2 separate regions of the Oryctolagus cuniculus genome follow, and region 1 is linked to region 2. The links are chromatin contacts, called in public Hi-C maps. All regions are on one chromosome and are shown on one strand. Each heading gives the region's core, a stretch centred on a gene start, on an enhancer-like site or on the middle of the called end of the contact. The rest is flanking DNA. Distances are from core to core; before and after follow the strand shown. Region 1 overlaps NFIB (nuclear factor I B). Region 2 has its middle 130 kb from the start of MPDZ.

Region 1 (3,369 bases), core at 292-2,791, 1.0 Mb after region 2:
AAATTGGCCCTGACTAAACATTCTTATTTTAACGTAAATAATAAACTTAATTTTACAGAACTCACGTGTTTACATCTGAAAAATTTTTCAATTTGTTACATATGTTTATTGGATCATGATGGTTTAAAAAAATCTGTTCTTTAAATGTGTGTGAAAAGTGACCCTGACCCACCCTTTGAGGCAGAATCAGGTTTGCCAATATCCAGGCTTAAGGAGGCCGTTTTGACAATTATTACGGTTTCTATGTCCAGACTCAGGATCACTGGGGTTATCTAGTCAAGGGATACTCAAACGCTGCTCCACAAAGCCTTGGAGTTGTTTCTGGGAGAGTGGAGATTGAGGAAAGAGCAAGGCAGCAGGTGATTAGGGGCTGCACCCAGCGGCCCCACATCCACCTGCATCAAAGATCCAATCTGACTTCTCAGTTTCTTCATCTGTAAAAGAGACGTAATAACAGTGCCCATTTTGTAGTAACAAAGATTAAATTAAATCATACTGTATGTGTAAAGTGCCTAGCCCAGCACCCAGCACGTGCACAGGCCTCAGTAAATGTTTGCTATTTTATTATTTAAGAGTTCGCTTTGAAAACGGATTATGCTACTAAAAAATAAGTTTCAAAGCCGCCAATTTTGTTCTTGTCATCTCTAAAAGAAGGCAATTATTTCAGATGGAGTGGTTTTAAATTTTATTTCCTGCTTTCAAATCCAGCTGCCCTTCCTCTTCTTCTCAGCCCCCAGTCCAATTTCACGGAAACTGTTGGAGGATAATGAATCCTCCCATGCCTCAGGAGTCTCCACTTGCCACTCAGTGTGGCCAGACCACAGCTGCTCTATCAGCCTTCCTGTTGATTTGTGGAAGAAAAATGGGGGTACAAAGTTTTCTCTTCACGGCTCAGTGGGAAAAGACCCCTGTAGGTTGAACACAAGACTTGGACATGGTCGTTGCAAAATCTCCAAAATATTACCTCGTTGTCTTTTCCTGGATGATGAAGAGCTCTGAGAGCAGTTCAGAAATTGCCGTTTCTGCCTTTTAAGACTGGCTGCATTTTTAAATTTTTGGCCAGACTTTTCTTCTTTTTAAACAAGAAGAATTCTTTCAAGAAACATGCACTCTTATCAATCCTTTTCTTAGGAAAGCTTGTCTGGGTGTAGGGGAAGTTTTCAAGTATTTTTAATGAATCACAGACATGAGGCAGAAGGCAGGCAGAGCATCAAGCATTTTCTTTTTCTTTCTTTCTTTCTTTCTTTTTTTTTTTTTTTTTTTTTTTTTTTACTGGTCTAACTTGAGACCAAAGCTGCGGAGTAGGAGCACAACCTCGAAGCTATGCATCTTTTCTACCCTGCAATAGCCTCCATTCCCATTGCTGCTGATACCTGAGAGGCAGACAAGGGAGGGTTAAGGGAGGGAGTTCTCCATGTCAGGGCCATGCAGGGTCTGTGGGAGACTCTGGAACAAGCCGACATGAAAACTGTAGAATGAAGGGCTGAAAACAACATTTATCGAAGCCCCGCCCTCCAGACGCTCTTGATCAAAGTCTACGCTTGCACTAAGACAATCGATCTACAGTTGCATACATAAAATTCTGGCAGCACTCTGTCCTCATTGCTTTCAACAGAGGCTCTAGACCCCTGAATCTGGGCATTGTCCCAGAACTGAGATCCAGTTGCATTACGCACACCAGAAGACAAACCACCACAGCCGAGGCCCGTGCAACCACTTTCTTTTAACCTCGCGTCTGTGAAAAATTACTTTCCAAAAAAATAAGTGAAACCCGATGTCTTCTCCGGGTGGTTATTTTTGCGCCTATGAAGTCAATAAAACTCTCCAGATTTATTAGACAGCCCTGCTGTGGAAGACAAGACCACTTCCTATTCCCTAGCGGAAATGTGTGCCTTTCCTTTTTGTAATCTCCTGACCACAGATTTTAATTTTATTCATTTCTTTTATTTTTCCCAGAAAATTTGTCAGAGTCTTGTAAGATGAGTGGCTTGGCCAGCAGTAAAATGACAATCTTTTGCATCCAAGAGTGATAAAATGAACACATTTAAGGCTCATCTAGTTTTTCTTCTTTATTATCTCCTTTTTTAAAAAAAAAAGATTTATTTATTTGAAACACAGAGTGGCAGAGAGATGTTTTTCCATCTGCAGGTTCACTCCCCAGATATCCACAATAGCCAGGAAGTTCCAGGCAGAAGCCAGGAGCCAGGAACTTTATCCAGGTCTCCCATGTGGTTAGCAGGGATCCCAGTACATGGGCCATCATATTGTGCCTTCCCAGGCATAGTAGCAGGAAACTGGATCAAAATCAGAGTATCTACAACTCCAATCAGTGTACCAATATGGGATGCTGGTGTCTCAAGCTGCAGCTTAACCAGCTGTTCCAACAATGCCCAACCTACTCATCTTCATTTTTATTTTTAATTTAACTCTTAGTTTTAGCAGATTCAGTGTGATTTGTAAATACAATTCTAAAAATTTAATGATATTCTCTTCCTTCCTCTTTGCCTCCAACCCTCTTTCCTTTTCCCTTTTTTTAGTTTTTGTGATAACATATTTTAAAAAGGCTTAATATTTCACCAAATAAGTTTAACCAGTATAAAGTAAAAAGACCCTAGTTTAGTGTGCTACCCTACTCATTTTTTTTTTTTTTTTTTTTTTTTGGACAGGCAGAGTGGACAGTGAGAGAGAGAGACAGAGAGAAAGGTCTTCCTTTGCCGTTGGTTCACCCTCCAATGGCCGCCGCGGCCGTCGCACTGCACTGATCCGAAGGCGGGAACCAGGTGCTTCTCCTGGTCTCCCATGGGGTGCAGGGCCCAAGCACCTGGGCCATCCTCCACTGCACTCCCAGGCCATAGCAGAGGGCTGGCCTGGAAGAGGGGCAACTGGGACAGAATCCAGCACCCCGACCGGGACTAGAACCTGGTGTGCCGGCGCCGCAAGGAGGAGGATTAGCCTATTGAGCCGCGGCGCCGGCCACTACTCATCTTTAAACTTAAAATTCAAGAGTCATCTCCTTTGAGATGAAAGGCCATGTTCTATTCTGTGTTCCCCACAAGACAGTGTTGCTTATGAAATCCGTCACACTAAGTAACTTGCACTTGTTAATACGGGTTGTTTCCCCTACTAGACTGAGCTACTTGAAGAAGAGCACATTGTCCTCCATATCTTTGCATCTCCATACTGGTAGAAAACTGGCATACAGTAAGGGCTTAGTAAATGCTGTGACCCTGTGACAGGCATTGTGGTGCAGCTATTAAGATGCCACTTGTGAGGGGCCAGCCTTGTCGTGCAGTAGATTAAGCCACAGCCTGTGATGCCTGATGAGCCCTGGTTTGTGTCCTGGCTACTCCACTTCCCATCCAGCTCCCT
Region 2 (2,980 bases), core at 298-2,797:
AAGTAACAATTTCCAAGCACCTCACCCAAGTATTATCTTTATCTCAATAGTCAAAAATGCAGTGGATACATATAAACCAGTTTTAACAGTCTCCAGACATCCAAGCAGAGAGCCTCTGAGAACCGCCCTGTGGGCACCCACTTATCATACTCCCCAGGTAAGAGGAAGGTGGGAGAGATGTAGAAATAATCATTCTGATTCACCTAAATTCTTTTTCTCCCGAAATAAAGGTCAAAATAAACTATTGAACATTAAGACCAATGACTTTCAAAACATAATAGCTTACCAAAGTTGAACTGGAAAATTATTTGAAAAGGTAAAGAAAGCAGTGTTCTATTTTGATGTGAATTAGCAAATGATCAGTAAACACACCACCCACTGGCTGCCAATCGATTTAAGATTTCTTTACTAGATGACACTGAGAGCATAATAGAAGTAGGATTAATTGTGTTCCTGTATACATATAAAAGTGCCCCTTTCTTGGGACAGTGCAAGGCATTGCAATTTGCAAACTAAATTATAAAACAAAGTCATTTCCCATCTTCACGAAACATGTGGAGATTCTTGGAAAGAAAAAGATATATGTATATATATATATATATTTGAAATCTGAATTTGGACAATGTTCTGTACTATTTCTAGGTAGTGTGTACTGTCTCAGATCACTTAGGCTCCTTAATATATCGTTTGGTCTGTTTTGTGTTCCTTTCTGGGCCTAACCAATCAAAATTAATTTTGCTGCTTTTTCTGAGAGGTTTTGAGTAGGAAAAATGGACTATGTAGGTAGAATTGCAAGTCAAGAAAAAGTGCTGTATTGAACTTCTTGAATGATTTAGTTAGGACAAAAACCCCTAGCACTCTTAAAAATAGAATTTTAGGTGAGATTTTGTCTCATGTGAAGCATTAATTTTAACAGAGATTTATATATAAGCTCTCATTTGAATAATAATGTAAAATTAAATTTAAATTGTAAATAACGTCCAGATACTAGTTGTTTCCTGGCTCAAATTCTTTAGCACATATGGTGCTAGCATAAGCTTGTGCCTGTCTGCCTACTCTGGGTAATTTTGCATGCAAATAGTTTTAGTGCCTATGTTGAGGTGCTAAAACGTGTTTAGTACACTTGAAAATATTTGCATTGCAAAAGGAGAGTGAATCTCCTGAGGAAAATCAAATTGATATTTCATATTAAGAGACCACTTTGGGTACTGTGTGGCATTCTTCTAGGGAGAATTCTGTTTACAGTGCAACTAGCATTTTTAATTGACCTTTCGAAAAGAAGGTCTGGCTATAGCTTTGCCAGGTTTATAAACCGTTGGACCATCTTCTGGCAGCAATCAGCACATTAATCAGGAGGAGAGAGAAAGAGAAGGAAAGAATCGACTTGCCTTGGCTGGACTGCAGCTTTTCATGCCTCAGTTTGGTGGCTTGGTAGGATAAATATGCTAATTATGATGGAAAGTTTCAGCTGGAATGCGCCTAACTAATTAGCTAACTAACTAACCCACTAACTCAGGAAAGGCTGGGGCTAGTGCAGCGGAGCAGCAGTGGATGCTGGGTGTGAGGCCCCACACACGCTTCCATTTGCCTCAGTCCCATCTGCTGCATTTACGGGAACCAGTTCGTTAAGAGTCTGAATTGAATCCAAATAAAATGCATTTCTGATGCAAGCCCGATGACTGGTGCCATTCTACGCTGCATTATGTCAAATTAGAGTTCGTTTGGAAAAGAGGTTACAGAGATCCTACGTAAATGCCGCTCGCATAGAACATTGATGGAATGAGTTCTGTACAAATTCAACATCCAATTTCTCTAAACAAATCAAACCCTCCCTCTGGATTTGGCCCCTGTTCACCAAGACCGACAAAAAATTTAGAACCCCTAATAAGGGAATAAATAAAATACAAGCAGCTTGCTCTTAAGAGGTTTGTGGAACTTTTCTTGTAACTGTTGTTCTATGTTTTTGGAGAATTTTATTGTATTGCATAGACTCTGTCGGGTGTTGAATGTCCTTATAAAATGAAACTAAGTTCAGTATCCCTAAGAGAAACAGATGATACCAGGTCTCTAAGAGGAATTCAAATTGGGGGACAGAACTGCACCTCCCTCCTCTGTCGAGAAGTGATGCCAGATGGAATCTTAATAGCTCCCATTGTTGTAGAGCGGCTCCATCGCTTGCAGCCCAAGCACGGTGCAAGACTTGCCTACTATAGATGCTTATATTGGCTAAAGCTCTGGGGTGTGATCCAGACTTTCTCCCCGTATTTTACTCATTCATGCCTAATATTTTATTCTTTCATCTCTGCCACTTCCCACCATGTGCAAGGTGCAGTATTCTTTTCTGACAATGAACAGCCAGAGACAGGTAGCAGGCAGAAGCTAAAAGAAACTCATTATGAACAAGAAGAGGTTGACTTTCTGTGCTAGTAAAGCTCCTGTTTGCAGCCTGTGTTCTTAATACAATCTCAAAATCAAAAACAAAGAAAAAAACTCCAGCCTCTTGTCTGTGGGACCCTGGCACATCAATCAATCTATTAAGTAAGTAAATAAGGCAATAACAAAACAATAAATCATTTTGAATTTCATGCATGCATAAACCTTTTGATACATAAATGACAAGGAAGGTGTCGATTCTGAGCTACAACCTCTGTTCCAGTAGTTTTGCATATAAGATGAAGAGTTGTTCTAAACTGTGCTGCATTGTTCATTCTGGTGCCCAAATCATGGGGCTCCTTTCATCCATTTGGTGGTGATGGTGTGTGTATGATGCTTGGCACAGGAGTTGTGCGTGTGTGTGTGTGAGTGAGTGTTGTATGTGTGGCACAGAGGGGGCATGCTGTGAGGGGGAAGCCTACCACACATTTCTGCCATCACAGACGGTGGGCAAACAGCTGTCTCCACAGCTGAGGCCACTGGAACTGCCTGTGCTGCTCCACTAGCTCGAGAGCACCCGGCTGCTCTGGGGATGGCACAGAGCTCA

Evidence for each region. Hi-C and Micro-C count contacts between places; a contact is called where the count stands out from the background.
Region 1: a contact with region 2 is called in a Hi-C map of liver, with 6 times the contacts expected there. The contact joins two enhancer-like sites. A contact is called at or near these places in 4 of 6 Hi-C or Micro-C datasets (ear pinna, liver, psoas muscle and 1 more).

The regions. Positions count from the first base shown.
Region 1 is chr1:177,267,455-177,270,823 of mOryCun1.1, forward strand. All of the region lies in intron 1 of NFIB (nuclear factor I B), which reads right to left. Among named protein-coding and RNA genes, the nearest start is that of TRNAH-GUG, 95 kb to the right of the region's middle. Within about 2 kb of position 1,542, at least 1 of the 8 cell types and tissues checked has an H3K27ac peak or open chromatin away from gene starts, as enhancers often do. A contact at or near this core is called in ear pinna, where this site is marked.
Region 2 is chr1:176,238,849-176,241,828 of mOryCun1.1, forward strand. No RefSeq gene overlaps it. Among named protein-coding and RNA genes, the nearest start is that of MPDZ, 130 kb to the left of the region's middle. Within about 2 kb of position 1,548, at least 1 of the 8 cell types and tissues checked has an H3K27ac peak or open chromatin away from gene starts, as enhancers often do. A contact at or near this core is called in ear pinna, where this site is marked.